Regions from separate parts of the Mus musculus genome. Here regions 1 and 2 are each linked to region 3. A link is a contact called in public ChIA-PET and HiChIP or PLAC-seq data. All regions are on one chromosome and are shown on one strand. The core of a region is the stretch at or near the end of the contact, and the rest is flanking DNA. Distances in the headings are between cores, read along the strand shown. Region 1 has its middle 22 kb from the start of Gm30657. Region 2 overlaps Gm30604 (a long non-coding RNA gene). Region 3 overlaps Med13l (mediator complex subunit 13-like).

Evidence for each region. ChIA-PET counts read pairs in DNA pulled down with a chosen protein or histone mark. HiChIP or PLAC-seq counts read pairs in DNA pulled down with a chosen protein or histone mark.
Region 1: a contact with region 3 is called in an H3K27ac HiChIP or PLAC-seq map of epiblast stem cells. The contact joins two enhancer-like sites. A contact is called at or near these places in 1 of 15 datasets of contacts at CTCF or cohesin (stem cell-derived epiblast-like cells), 7 of 484 Hi-C or Micro-C datasets (cerebral cortex, embryonic stem cells and nephron progenitors) and 9 of 115 datasets of contacts at active chromatin or transcription factors (bone marrow-derived macrophages, embryonic stem cells, epiblast stem cells and 2 more).
Region 2: an RNA polymerase II ChIA-PET map of memory CD8 T cells shows a contact between it and region 3, with 33 read pairs. The contact joins two enhancer-like sites. A contact is called at or near these places in 3 of 484 Hi-C or Micro-C datasets (bone marrow-derived macrophages, large pre-B cells and nephron progenitors), 9 of 115 datasets of contacts at active chromatin or transcription factors (the HPC-7 cell line, astrocytes, bone marrow-derived macrophages and 6 more) and 1 of 9 other capture datasets (embryonic stem cells).

What each region holds. Positions count from the first base shown.
Region 1 is chr5:118,433,366-118,437,299 of GRCm38.p6, forward strand. No RefSeq gene overlaps it. Among named protein-coding and RNA genes, the nearest start is that of Gm30657, 22 kb to the left of the region's middle. RefSeq lists cis regulatory regions at 1-3,934, 1-3,934 and enhancers at 505-1,689, 1,286-2,668, 2,679-3,934. Within about 2 kb of position 2,131, at least 35 of the 459 cell types and tissues checked have an H3K27ac peak or open chromatin away from gene starts, as enhancers often do. A contact at or near this core is called in epiblast stem cells and stem cell-derived epiblast-like cells, where this site is marked.
Region 2 is chr5:118,374,869-118,379,294 of GRCm38.p6, forward strand. It overlaps Gm30604 (a long non-coding RNA gene), which reads right to left. Exons shown (of 6, transcript XR_878721.1): 3 at 2,729-2,897; 4 at 1,554-1,669. Among named protein-coding and RNA genes, the nearest start is that of Gm30604, 3.8 kb to the right of the region's middle. Within about 2 kb of position 1,348, at least 91 of the 459 cell types and tissues checked have an H3K27ac peak or open chromatin away from gene starts, as enhancers often do. A contact at or near this core is called in the HPC-7 cell line, bone marrow-derived macrophages and memory CD8 T cells, where this site is marked.
Region 3 is chr5:118,590,544-118,594,880 of GRCm38.p6, forward strand. Med13l (mediator complex subunit 13-like) reads left to right here. Exons shown (of 31, transcript NM_172424.4): 2 at 2,790-3,027. Among named protein-coding and RNA genes, the nearest start is that of Med13l, 32 kb to the left of the region's middle. Within about 2 kb of position 1,483, at least 80 of the 459 cell types and tissues checked have an H3K27ac peak or open chromatin away from gene starts, as enhancers often do. A contact at or near this core is called in the HPC-7 cell line, bone marrow-derived macrophages, epiblast stem cells and 2 more, where this site is marked.

The DNA.
Region 1 (3,934 bases), core at 881-3,380, 160 kb before region 3:
TCTTGAATCCTGGAGCTTCCTGGTCTCTAACCCTATCTCTGACACCCAAACACCATGCTTTCACAATTGCCCAAAGAGACTCCAGTAAACCCCTGGGGCATCTCCATCAGCCAAACCAACCCCTAGCCCTCCCACTAGACAAAGAGGCTTCTCAGCTGAGTGTTAGCAAAGGTACCTTCAGGCAAGAGGGTTCCTCTGTGCCCCGGTATCTCACCCTGAGCTTTGTGCCTGTAGGACCGGAATCCTCCACTTCCAGCCATCTCTCTGACATTTTTTCCTGTCCTTCTCCATAAAAAGCCATTTATAGACTTTTGTTCTGTAATATCCTAACTTTGGAGTCACAAGAGGGGCAGACAACTGAGTTAAGAGGTTGCTCTTGGTTCTTTATCCAGACGCCAGGCTCTGGACCCTGTAGGTGGCGCAGGCAGTCTGTGGTTTTTTGTTACCTGCTTGTCACCTGAGGCAGAGAAGGAGGCTCCCAGGGGCATGAGAAATAGCCTCACTCTCTCCCAACAACTGTGCTTTGTCTTTCCTTCTTGGCTGTAAATATGAACATTATCAGTTTTTGATGTGTGTGTGCAGTGCATGTGGGTGTCCTCAGAGGCCAGACAAGGGTGTTGAGTCTCGTGGAGCTGGGTTAGAGGTGACCATGCTGGGAACTGAACCTAGATCCTCTACAAGAACAGTGAATGCTTTTAGCAACTGGATCTCTCTCTCTCTCTCTCTCTCTCTCTCTCTCTCTCTCTCTCTCTCCTCTCTCACATTTTCATTTTCTTTCTTTTTTTTTCTGGGCTGTGAATTTGTTTTTAAAAACTTACTTTTTTGTTTGGAGGGTGTTTTGTTTCTTTTTAAAATTTTTATTGGCTATTTTATTTACTTTGTTTACACATTTTAACTTTTGTGGGGTTTTTTAAAAAAAAGATTTATTTATTTTACGTATAGGAGTACACTGTAGCTATCTTCAGACACACCAGAAGAGGGCATCAGATCCCATGACAGATGGTTGTGAGCAACCATGTGGTTGCTGGGAATTGAACTCAGGACCTCTGGAAGAGTGTTCAGTGTTCTTACCCCTGAGCCATCTCTCCAGCCCTTGTGGGGTTTGGTTGGTTGGTTTGGTTTGGTTTGGTTTGGTTTTTGTTTTTTTAACTTTTGAGTTCTTTATTTATTTGTGTGTTCATGGAATGAGTATGTGAAGATCAGAGAACAACCTACCAGGAGCTGGTCCTTTCTCCCATTCAAAGATTCATATGTTCAAGCTCTCTCAGCTCTTCTGAGGCCTATCAAAGGAAGGACCAAACCTCAGGTTTGCTCTCTCATTGGATATAATGAAAGAAATTCACAGTATTTGTGAGGCTGAAGCAGGAGGCCCTTAAATTTAAGGCCAGCTTGGGCTATAGAAGTGAAACTCTGTCTCAAAAGAACAGTGGGGCGAGCGGTACATATCAGTGTAATTCTGCACTCTGAGGCAGGGGATCATAGCCTTGAGGCCAGTTTGAGCTACATAAGCGATTCAGTCCCGGCCCCTCCCCACCACCAGTTGAACAAAACAAAAGCAAATGAGGGGTGGTGGTGCATACTTTTGAGACGTGGAGGCATTAGAAAGAAGTTCAAGGCCAGTCTGGGCTAGCCTAAGCCAAAGGATACCTTTTCTCAAACAAATCAAACAACCAGCCCATAACTCAATCATATTAACAACCAATCAAATAAACAAACGTGCAATTGCCACTTTGAAGCTGAGGGTAGGAACCGCTGGGATGAGATCATTGGGCACCCAGGGTGTCTGATTACATTCCCAGAATGCACCAGATAACCACAAAGGAAAAGACAGATTTGGGGTGCGGGAGCTGGGCCCGTAGCTGTGGCCTTCCTATTGGAGTGTGCCCACAGCCCAGACTGCGCTCTCATTGAAGCCATTTCTAAGGCACTCCGCGAGATTTATTGAATGCCTAGTAAGTGGATTAGAGCCAAGTACTGGAAGGAAAGACGATTGGGTCCTGGGCCTTAGAGAGTGCATTTTCAGCCCTAGAGATAAAATTCTTCCTGTCCCCGGGAAGCTGGTGGGTGTGTAGGGAGCGGATAAACAGTGCCTGGAGGCGCAGGGAGGCCATTTGTAAGTAGCAGCAGGTGGGCAGGTGGGACTGAGCGGCTGCGGAGGCGGGAACACCGCTTGCTGAGCTTAGGGGGAGAGTGTGAAGAGATAAAACCCTGAGGTAGCCACAAACCCTCCGGTCTGCCAGTTCCTAAATTCTGTCCCTTTCTGCCCCAAAGCTCTACCTCAGCCAGGCCTGTTTCAGACGCAGGATAAACTTTGGGATTTCCCCTCAATAGAGGGGAGGGGAGTCCGAAAGGAGAAAGGTAGGGTGGAGGATTCCTGGAGAAACTTCATCTACATAACAAGGAGAAAGAGAAAGCATGGAGGGATGCCCCCAGGGTGGCGTTTAGAGCTTAAATTTAGGAAAGCGCCCAAGGATTGAATTCTGCCTGGCTGCACTGAAGGCACCATCATAGCCAGAAGAGACTTGTGGGCACCCGTAGCTTCTACATCACGTCTTTACACACACACACACACACACACACACACACACACACACACACACACACAATCTCTAGCTAAGCCGAAGAGAACTTGGCCTGTGGACTCTGCCTGTCATGCCAACATTCTGTGCCTCAGTTTTCTCATCTGTGGTGTCGTTGTTGTTAAGTGGTTCATAATCATACCGCAGAAACGGCAGGTTTGGGTGACAACCCTACAGAGTAGATGACAGGTGTCTTAGGCTCACTACTGCGGTGGTGGATCACCATGACCAAAGCAACCTGGGGAGCAAAGGATTTATGTGGCACTGTGCGGTCACTGAAGGAAGTCAAGACAGGAAGTCAAACGGGGCTTGAACCTGGAGACCGGACCTGATCCAGAGGCCATGAAGGGAATGCGGCTTATTGGCTTGTTCCTGATGGCTTGCTCAGCCTGCTTTCGTATAGAACTCAGGACCACCAGCCCAGGTGTGGTCCCCATCCACAATGAGCTGTCCCACCCCCATAATAACCATTAATTAAGGAGATGCCCTGCATAGAGGCTTGCACGCAGCCAGATCTTAGGAAGATGTTTTCTACCTGAGGTTCCCTCCTCTCAGATGACCCTAGCCTGTGTCAAGTTGACATAAACCCAACCTGCACAGTGGGTGATGCTGACTGTCACCTTGATCTTTGAAGGTCATTTCTCTGTTTGTTTGGTCTCCCGCTGCACCCCAGGACTCACGCTGTCAATAGTCACAGCCTCCCCAGCTCCAACCACTCACATCCCGTCAGCCCATTCTGTAAATCCGGAATGCCAGGTGGAGTCCACACTACACAGGAGGGCCCCGTCTTTCAATGGGCTCCTCCTGGTACTCCCAGTAAGCCACTTCCCTGGCTTCAGGCCCCTACCGGTGAAAGAAAAGCTCTGGCGCAGGCAGTTAGCCCAAGAGGTATGGGGGCTGCAGGGGGTAGATTTACATTTTAAAAGCCCGAGGAAGGCCGAGGCTAGAGCCTCCTCCCCACCTGCCCGGGAGCTGCCGGTAGAATGGCAGAGTAGAGGCCAGATGAAAACCTAGAGACAGACTTCCAGACTGGAACTGCGCCTGCTCAGTACCTACAGCGCGGCCGTACACCGGATCACTGCCCACCGTGCTTAAAATTAAAGAGGTCTAGACACTAGAGCCAACACCAGTTGTGTCCCCAAGTCATGGGAGTACACACCGCATTGACCTCTAGTTTGTAGGTAAGGACACTCCTCGAAGAAGTTAAGTGCCTTGCAGGTAAAACATACAGCCCCCAGGCTACCGGGGTGGGGCATGGGGGAGGGGCGCTGGACCAAAGCGGGAAGTTCTTTCTCAATTCTCTACCTGAGGTTCAGGCCTAGAGGCCCACTCAGAGGGATGGAATGTCTGATGTG
Region 2 (4,426 bases), core at 98-2,597, 220 kb before region 3:
CCCCCCCCTCTCTGTGTGTGTGTGTGTGTGTGTGTGTGTGTGTGTGTGTGTCTGTCATGTCTTCTCTTTCTCACTCTCTCTGTCTCTGTCTGTCTGTCTGTACACAATGCAGATAATAACAACTGGTGTCTAGTGTGTAGGCAGCAAGCTTCCTGGAGCACTGGGGACTCACAACGGGGTGGGCCCTAATAACCAGCTACACTGGGCATGGCAGAGAGCAGTCTTTGGAGCAAGAAGCCAGGGCAGGTATGCAGGTATGCAGGTATGCTGTTTGTAAACACTTCTGAGTGGAGGAAGCATGTGACTTCCGGCCAGTCTGAAGGAGGCACTGAGTGGGACTGGAAAGCAGGCTCTGGCTGCTTGGATCCTAGCTCCAGGCTGAGCCTCAGCTCCAGGCAGTAGCTACAGAGCCAGGCAAGATGCAGAGGTCTCCTCTGGCTTTGCTCCAGGTGCTGCCCCACTGAGGAAGATGTGGGTCTTAGGGTGATGCAGCAGGGAGAGCAGAGTGGGTGCAATCCCCACTCAGGGACCTGCAACCCCTGCACAGTTTTCCTAGGCAGAGGGCAGGAGGCTGGCAGGAGGAGGCTAGTAGTCTCACATTCACTGGGGACCCTTACTGTGTGGTGGTGAGCTCCAGAAAAAACAGCTCCCCGTTTTCAGACTTATCCTAGAGAGTTCTCTGCTTCTGTCTAAGTGTCTGCACAGACAAAAGAAATTCTGAACGTCCCCAAATAACCTGGGGGTCACTGGCCTCCTCCTCCCTGGCCTACCAGCTACAGATCTTCTTGTCTCCCCGTACTTTAGTATTTGTTCCCTCCCCTTCTGGGGGAACACACCAATCTTTGGGAGGGAGGGGGAGTCTCACCCTGTCTGTGTGGTTTGTCTAGACTTTGGCTGCAGCTAAAGGCCCAGGACCTCGTTCATTCCCCCCACCCCGGTCAGAGCCTATCAGAGCCCTCTGGCCCCAGCCCCTGGACTTTTGCAGTGAGCACCAGGAGAAAGAGAGATGTGCCCCGTGAGGCAATGTGTTCAACAGGTAGAGTTTCTATCTAAACAGGAAACCAGAACAAAGCAAATCCAAACCAAACAGATGCAGAGGGGATGTGTTCTAGACTTTTTCACTGAGGACCTGGATCCAGCCATGACGGAAGCTCTTCCGACCCTCCCTTCTGATGGAGACAGTCCCAACCATTTTGTATCTGGTGGGGGCTGGGAGGTGGGGGCGGTGCTTTTATGCCAGGATTGGGTCCTTTTGCAACTGAAACCTCGTGACTAATACACAGGTCCCTTAACCTTTGTAACTTCCTGTTTCCCCATCCACCAGGTTTCTCTGAAAATCTGTACATCATCCCTTTAACAAATCTAAAAAGCGGAGCCCTGAGGGGGTGTTGGTTATGAGAGCTTCTAGGCATTTTCTCAGTTGGGGTGTGTCTGTGTATGTGCACATGTGTGTATGGGTATGTGTGCACATGTGTGTATGTGCGCGTCTATACACATACGCTGGGGGTGGGTCAGAGATTGATGTTGGGGTATCGTTGTCTATCACATTTTACCTTGTGTTTAGAAACTCAGTCTCTCATTGAATCTGAGTTTGAGGTTTCATTGAGGCTGGCCGGCCAGCCACCTCCAGGGGTCAGCTCGTCTCTGTTCCTCTCCGCTGGGCCACTTGCTAGTTTTAAGGTAAACAAAACAAGGAGTGGTTAGTGTCAGTCTCACTTTATTGTACAAAAGAGGAAGAGTGTGACAGACAAATGTCTGTTACAAACAGGAATGGAGAAAGTGGAAGGAAGCCACATGCTAACCAGAAATACCAGGGGCATTGCAAGCAGTGACACCATGTTGGAGTTTACCGTTAGATTCAAGGGAGATGGCAAAACTCCTACTATGAACACTGGGTCAGAGCCAAGGTCATATATGTCACCAGCTTGGCAAGGCCATAGAAAACCTGTACAAGTGTGTGTGTGTGTGTGTTTGAGTGTGTGTATGTGACTACGTGTGATTGTATATAAGTGTGTGTATGTGACTACGTGTGATTGTGTATAAGTGAATGTATGTGTGTGTGTGAGACTGTGTGTAAGTGTGGTGAGTGTGTATGTTTGTGAATGTGTGTATGTGACTATGTGTAAGTGTGTGTGTTAAATATGTGGGGTAACTATATGTGTGTGAGTATATGTGACTGTGTGTAAGTGTTTGAGGTAAGTGTGAGTATATATGACTGTGTGCAAACACTTACACACAGTGTAAGTTAAGTGTGTGGGGTGACTGAATAAGTGTGTAGGATAGGGAGGGTGAATGTGTGTGACTGTAAGTGTGTGTGGTGAGTGTGTATGTTTGTGAGTGTGTGTATGAGACTGTATGAATGTGTGTCTAAGTGTGTGGGATAAGTATATGTGTATGTGACTGTGTGTAAGTGTGTAAATGTGTGGGGTGACTATATAAGTGTGTAGGGAAAGTGTATGTGTGTGTCTGTGTGTGTGTGTGTGTGTGTGTGTGTGTGTGTGGATGGATGAGTGTGTGTGTGCATATGACAGAAGGATTGGGGGAATGGTGGTTCAGAACTCTTAAGCAATCATTTGGGTTCCCAGCCAGCTTCGTGTGTGAGGCCATGTCTTCCCGGAAAGAACATTCTAGCAGCCATTGGTCTGCTCAGGAACACTGAAACCCGAAAGCCCCCTCCTTCCCTGTCACAGCTGCTGCACAGAATACCCGGGGGAGGGGGTTTTCTTACCTAATATTTCCCAAACCACTCAAATGTTTCATTTCCCATTGTCTGGCAGCCCCTCTCAGAGCTCAACGGTTGATGTGCAGCAGCAGACGTAGGCTGTTCCCCCAGGGTCCCAAAGTGCTGTCTCTTGCTTCTCTTTCATGTGGGGAAGCTGGTACTGGCAGGATGCAGACTTGGCCAAGGAGTAAGGTTTATTAGTCAGTTAGTGATGCGTGACAGTGGAGGCTTAGACCGGGTTGGGGATGAGGCTCTATGCTTCCACCGTAGCTGCCGATGTAACTACTGTGATAGAGAGGAATTCCTCCTACGAGGCTTAAATACTTAGATACGCTCTGCAGCCTCGCTGTCTCGTCCCAACCCACCCTGGTCTCGAACTTGCAGTGTAGCTGCAGGTGATAAGAGGCGATCCTTGCTTCGGCTCTGAGATTACAGGCTCTCACTACCACACGTGGTTTATATGTACTGGGGATTGAATCCATGGCTTTGCATGTGGGAGACCAATACTCTACCAACCGAGTTACACCCCAAGTTAATCAATGTTCCACTTTTGTCTTAAAGATTTGCTTATTTGTCTGTCATTGGTTTGGAAGTGTGCCAGCCTGCAGGTTGTGGAGGTCAGGGGACACAGCACAGGAGTTAGTTCTCATCTTCTAATATGTGGGCCCATGGAGGAACTCATCTCATCAACATTGTCGGCAAGGACCTGCTGAGACATCTTCCCCATCCCGGTTCACTTTTAAAAAACAAACATCTAAACTTAAGGGGCTGGAGAGATGGCTCGCAGCTAAGAGCACTTGCTGCTTGCTCTTCCCGAGGACCACATTTTGATTCCCAGCCTCTACATGGTGGCTTACAACTCTTTGTAACTCCACTTCCGGGGGATATGACACCCCTCTTCTGGCCTTCTTGGGCACCAGGCACACATAAGGTGCACAAACATACATGCGGGCAAGACACCCACACACATAAAAGAAAACTAAGATTTTAAAATCTGAAGTTAGAACGTTTCCCCCTGACCTAGGTGCTTTGATGGAATTCCATGTTGTATTCCCATACATAGTGTTCATAAAATATAATTGGCATTGGTGGTGTCTGAATGGATGGGTAGACAAAAAACAAAACAAAACAAGAACCTGTTTTAAGGAAATCTGTGCTTTGGGGCATTTTGGAGATCCAGGTATAAGGATCTTGATAGGCCAGGCCTGTCTCAAATAAGATGTAAAAAGAGGGCTGGTATATGACTTGGGTAAGGTATTTATTTGCTCAGTATATGTAAGGTCCTGAGTTCAAATCCAGTATTGAGAAGAAGGCAAGACGAGGGAGGTGGTTACTACAGCTGGGCATACTGGGACAACTTGGCCCCATGATGGGACTTGGCTTGGCTCTGTGTCACATACTTACAACACAGGTGGAAGTTGTGGCAGGCAGGAGCTTGGGGTTATCCTGGGCTACCAACAAACATGAGATTCCAATAAGACACAGCTACCTGTGCACAGGAAGGTGCCCACGGCCTAGGTGGGGTAGGGATTATGAGCAAGAGGCATTGACAGAGACTGGGATTTATGCCCAGGGTGCTGATTGGAAGCTAAGCAGGAATTACCAGACAGACGTATACGTTCAGCCCGTTACCGGTTTTTATGCCCTGAGCACACAGAACATTTGTAGCACCGGGCAAGGGCGGGTGGGGGGAGCAGGAGCTAT
Region 3 (4,337 bases), core at 233-2,732:
AGTTTTAGTGTCTCAGTAATCAGGAGCCCGTGTTGACTTTAGACCCAGGCTTGCTTGGTTTCATTTCTGAGGTTTCTTGCAAGGCCTGTTCCATTGCTCTGGGGCTGAGAGGAGGTGAGCAAAGACCGTTGCTCCACACTCATAGGAGATAGCAGCTGTGCTGGGACAGGGTGCTGGGTCTTCAGCTTTGCCCTTACTAGACACTGAGCCAAGATTGAAACCCCCACCTCACTTCCCCCACCCCCCCCATGTTGGCTTTATCATAGTCATCTGTTAGGTGTCAAGGCTTACCGAGGTAGACTTTTATAATACTTAATTTTAGCTTTAAAGTAAGGGAACCGAATGTTTTGAAATAATTGGAAGTTTCCCAGTTCCTTTGGTTGACTAGTTAGCCTGTGGCAGGCAGTGCTGTGTGGAGTTTACAGCACACTGTTGCATGGACAGCTTTGTGAAGAGCACAGCAGGTGACAGTGGCTTCCCTCTGCCACTGAGAGCAGGCACAGGAAGTTAGCGCAGAAGCTGGGGCTAGAGAGCAGTTTGGAGTCATCCAGATATTTTCCTGCCCAGCTGCGAGGGTGGGCACTACAGGTGAACGTGCTCCAGTGAGTCTCCGTGTGTCTCCGTGCATTGCTTTCCTGGGGACAGACTCAGCCAGGGTGCAGGTCTCTACTGTGCCCTTGTTTTCTACACTTACAGCATGGTCCCTGTCATAGTGATTTGTCCTGTGTCTTTGGCGCCCGTGCTCCCCTCCCCTCCCCCGCCCAGGGTTCTTGGGCGTAGGACAGTGTTCTTGCTTAAGTGATGAGTGTTCTCTGTATCTTCTCCAAATCGAACTACTCTGTTTTTACTTTATCTCCTTTGACACTTAGAAAATAATGCTAGGCTTTCTGATTAAAGCACAGAGATATTACTTTTATTAGAAGAAACATGGGGGCTTGAACAGAAAACTAGACAAGAGTGTAGGCATGGCAGTGAGAAGAGGGGAGCGCCAAGGAATCACTTCCTCAGCCAGGGAGAGCTCAGAGAGCTGGCCAGCTGTCCTCCTGTCAGGATTGTTTGCCTTGCCTCGCCTCAGATCCCCAGGCAGCATAGAAACGCAGGATTTGCATGCACCTAGGATGGTCTTTAAGATTACATTTGCCTGATGCAATGTAGATGCTATGTAAATACTGGGGATACCTTGTTGCTTAAGGAAAATATGCCAGGCATGGTATCCTGCACCTTTAGTCCCAGTACTTAGGAGGCAAGTGCAGCTTGCTTAATTGGAGCCCAGCTTGGCTTACACAGTAAGTTCAAGGCCAGCTAGGGCTACATAGTGAGACTCTGTCTTAAATACACGCACATACGTATGCTGTGTGTCAGCTGTTTAAGCACTTGGAGTTAGTCCCGGTTGGGTTGCAGATGGTTACTTTTCTGCCCTGTGGTGCTTCTGTTTTAAAGAATTTGTCCATAAGAATGACTGGCTTTGTGGGAGAGGAAATGAAGGGATGGGGGCACGTGGGCTGTTCGATACAGGACTGTGGTGAGTCAGCTTTGCTCTGGTCCAGTACATGGTCCCAGTTTGTAGCTACTAAGTAAGGAGCCCCGCTCTCTTTGTGATGTTCTGTCCAGTTCATCCAACCTAAGCTTCAGGAAATTCGAAAGTAGAAGTGTGTGAACTGCGCACAGAACACACGGCCTCTGCTTGCTTGTTTAAAGTTCCGTGCTAAGGAGGCAGGGCTCTGTGTAATGTGCCTTGGCTGCTGCCGGCTGCTGTGTTAGCAGCTACTTCCTGAGGAGCCTTTTAGCATGCTGTGCTGCCCTGGTGAAAACTCCCACCTCCTGAACTGGCTGCTGAGGTTGGGGCACAGGGTGAGGGAGTGGGAATTCCTCAGAATGTCTTCTACAAGGGGTCCAGATGTTTCAGATGGTGGATTTTCAGATTCAGGGCTGTTGACATATGTTTCTCTGGCTTGCTATCCCTAATGTGAAGTGAGCTCAAGTGCTTCCAAGTGTGGATTTAGAAGCAGTGTGAATTTCACGTTTTTGTGTTAGGAACAATCAACTTGGACTTTTGTTGTTGAGATGGTCCCTCTACATAGCCCTAGATGTCCTGAAACTTGGTTTATAGACTAGGCTGGCCTCAAACCCACAGAAGATCCACTGTTCCTGCCTCCTGAGTGCTGGGGTTTAAGGTGTGGGCCACTGTGCCTCAACAGTTATTTTAAAATCTTACTTGTTTTATTTATTTATAAAAGTATTTAAAAGTTTTTTTAGTATGTACAAGAGTTTTACTTGCATGTATGTGTGTTAACCAGGTCTGTCCTGTGCCCATAGACATGAAGAAGAAGGCACTGGCTTCTGGGGTCAGAGTTAAGAGGGGTTGTGAGCCACTGTGTGATGCTGGGAATCCAACTGTGGTCCCCTCCAAGAGCGCTGGTGCTCTTAGCTGCTGACTGATCAATCTCTTTGCCCTTATTTGGTTTTAAAATAAGTGTAATTTGTGAACTGAACAGCAAGTAATAATTGAAGATAATATTTAAAAATATGGGTACCTAATAAATGGTCAGGAGAATAAAAGTTTTTCAGCAGCACATAATGATTGCGAGCTTGTTTCATTTTGGTATTTAATATGATGTTTGTCCCGACAGCCTTCTGATGTGTGCTCTTCCTTTGAAGAGACCTTGTGGTGTGAAGTTTAATACAAATGCCTATTTTATCAGCTTTCCCTTCCTATAGGAATTTGCTTTTAGTGGTCTGTAAGTAAAAGGAAAAATCAAAACTATTGCAAATTTTTTGTCGTTTTCCAGGCTGAACTCACAGGAATCAAATGGCGTAGGTACAATTTTGGAGGGCACGGGGACTGTGGACCCATAATTTCAGCCCCAGCCCAAGATGATCCAATCCTGTTAAGTTTCATCCGCTGTCTGCAAGCCAACCTGCTGTGTGTATGGCGTCGTGATGTCAAGCCAGATTGCAAAGAGCTCTGGATATTCTGGTGGGGAGATGAACCCAACCTAGTGGGAGTAATACATCATGAACTGCAGGGTAAGGATTTTGTTTTTCTTTAAAAAATATTTGCATATGTTTTTTGAACAATTGTAAATTTTGGAATTTATATTTAGGAGTTGCTTAAAACAGATCCCAAGCAGGCAGTGGACAGTGTGTTTGTCAGAAGAATAGCCTCACTCCCCCACCTCCGCCCCCCACATTTCTCTTTCCTTAAACTCTCTTGTTCTTCCTTAGTCATGCTGAAAATTAGAACCTTGTAAGATCACCTTAAGTCCATTCTTTTATCATTTACAGACAGAGTCAACATATAGCCTTAAACTTGAAGCACTCCTTCTGGCTCAGCCTCTTGCCAACTGGGGTACAGGGGTTCACCACCCTGTCCTTCTGGCCTCTGAAATCATTACTGTTAGAGTACTGTGTACCCAGTGGGCAGTGTCTGGGAGGAGACAAGGCTCTGACCCTGCTTTTTTGTTTTGTTTTTGTTTTTGTTTTGTGTTTTGGCTTTTTCGAGACAGGGTTTCTCTATATATCCCTGGCTGTCCTGTAACTCACTTTGTAGACCAGGCTGGCCTTGAACTCAGAAATCCGCCTGTCTCTGCCTCCCGAGTGCTGGGATTAAAGGTGTACGCCACCACCGCCTGGCACCCCTGTTTTTAAATTAATAGTGAGTTGTGAGTAACTAGTAAGACAGCTATGTGAACAGCTCAACTCTTTGTTGGCAAATTGAAAATGCAGAAATCTAATGCATCTTTTACTGGACAAATCTTAAATTAACCTTGGATACTGTTTTCGGGAAAGATAAGTTTCTTTAAAGTATCTCAGTTTATTTCTCTTACTGATTCCAGAAATACTAACTTTTAATTAACTAAATTTTGACTTCAGTTTGCATCTGACACCTGGAAACTTTGAATTAATGCAAAAATATTTGTTAGTCTAAACTATTTTTTATGTTTACCATACATTTACAGTAGCAGAAAATATTATTAGTAGTTTCCATTCCTCTCGCCAAGTTTCTCATTCATGTCCTACAGAATTCTCTAAGTCAGGAGCTGTTCCAGGCTGTTCTGTGGTTTGGAGGCAGGCCTTCCCACGCTGCTGTGCTGCCCGAGGACTCCCTGAGTCTGAGCTGTGTGGAGCTGTGTGACAGGCTGTGCGCCTTGCTTGGCTAGCCCATGTCTCCGTGGGGAGTGCTGGCCCTTCTCTGGGGAGTGCTGGCCCTTCTCGCCTGGCTTTAGAACTTAATCCGCTCTAGTTAGTTTGTGGTTGAAATGTTGCAGGCATTGCTGAGATGTGTCGTTAGTTTATGTTCTTATTATTTATTACGGGAAGACATAAAGCAAACTCCG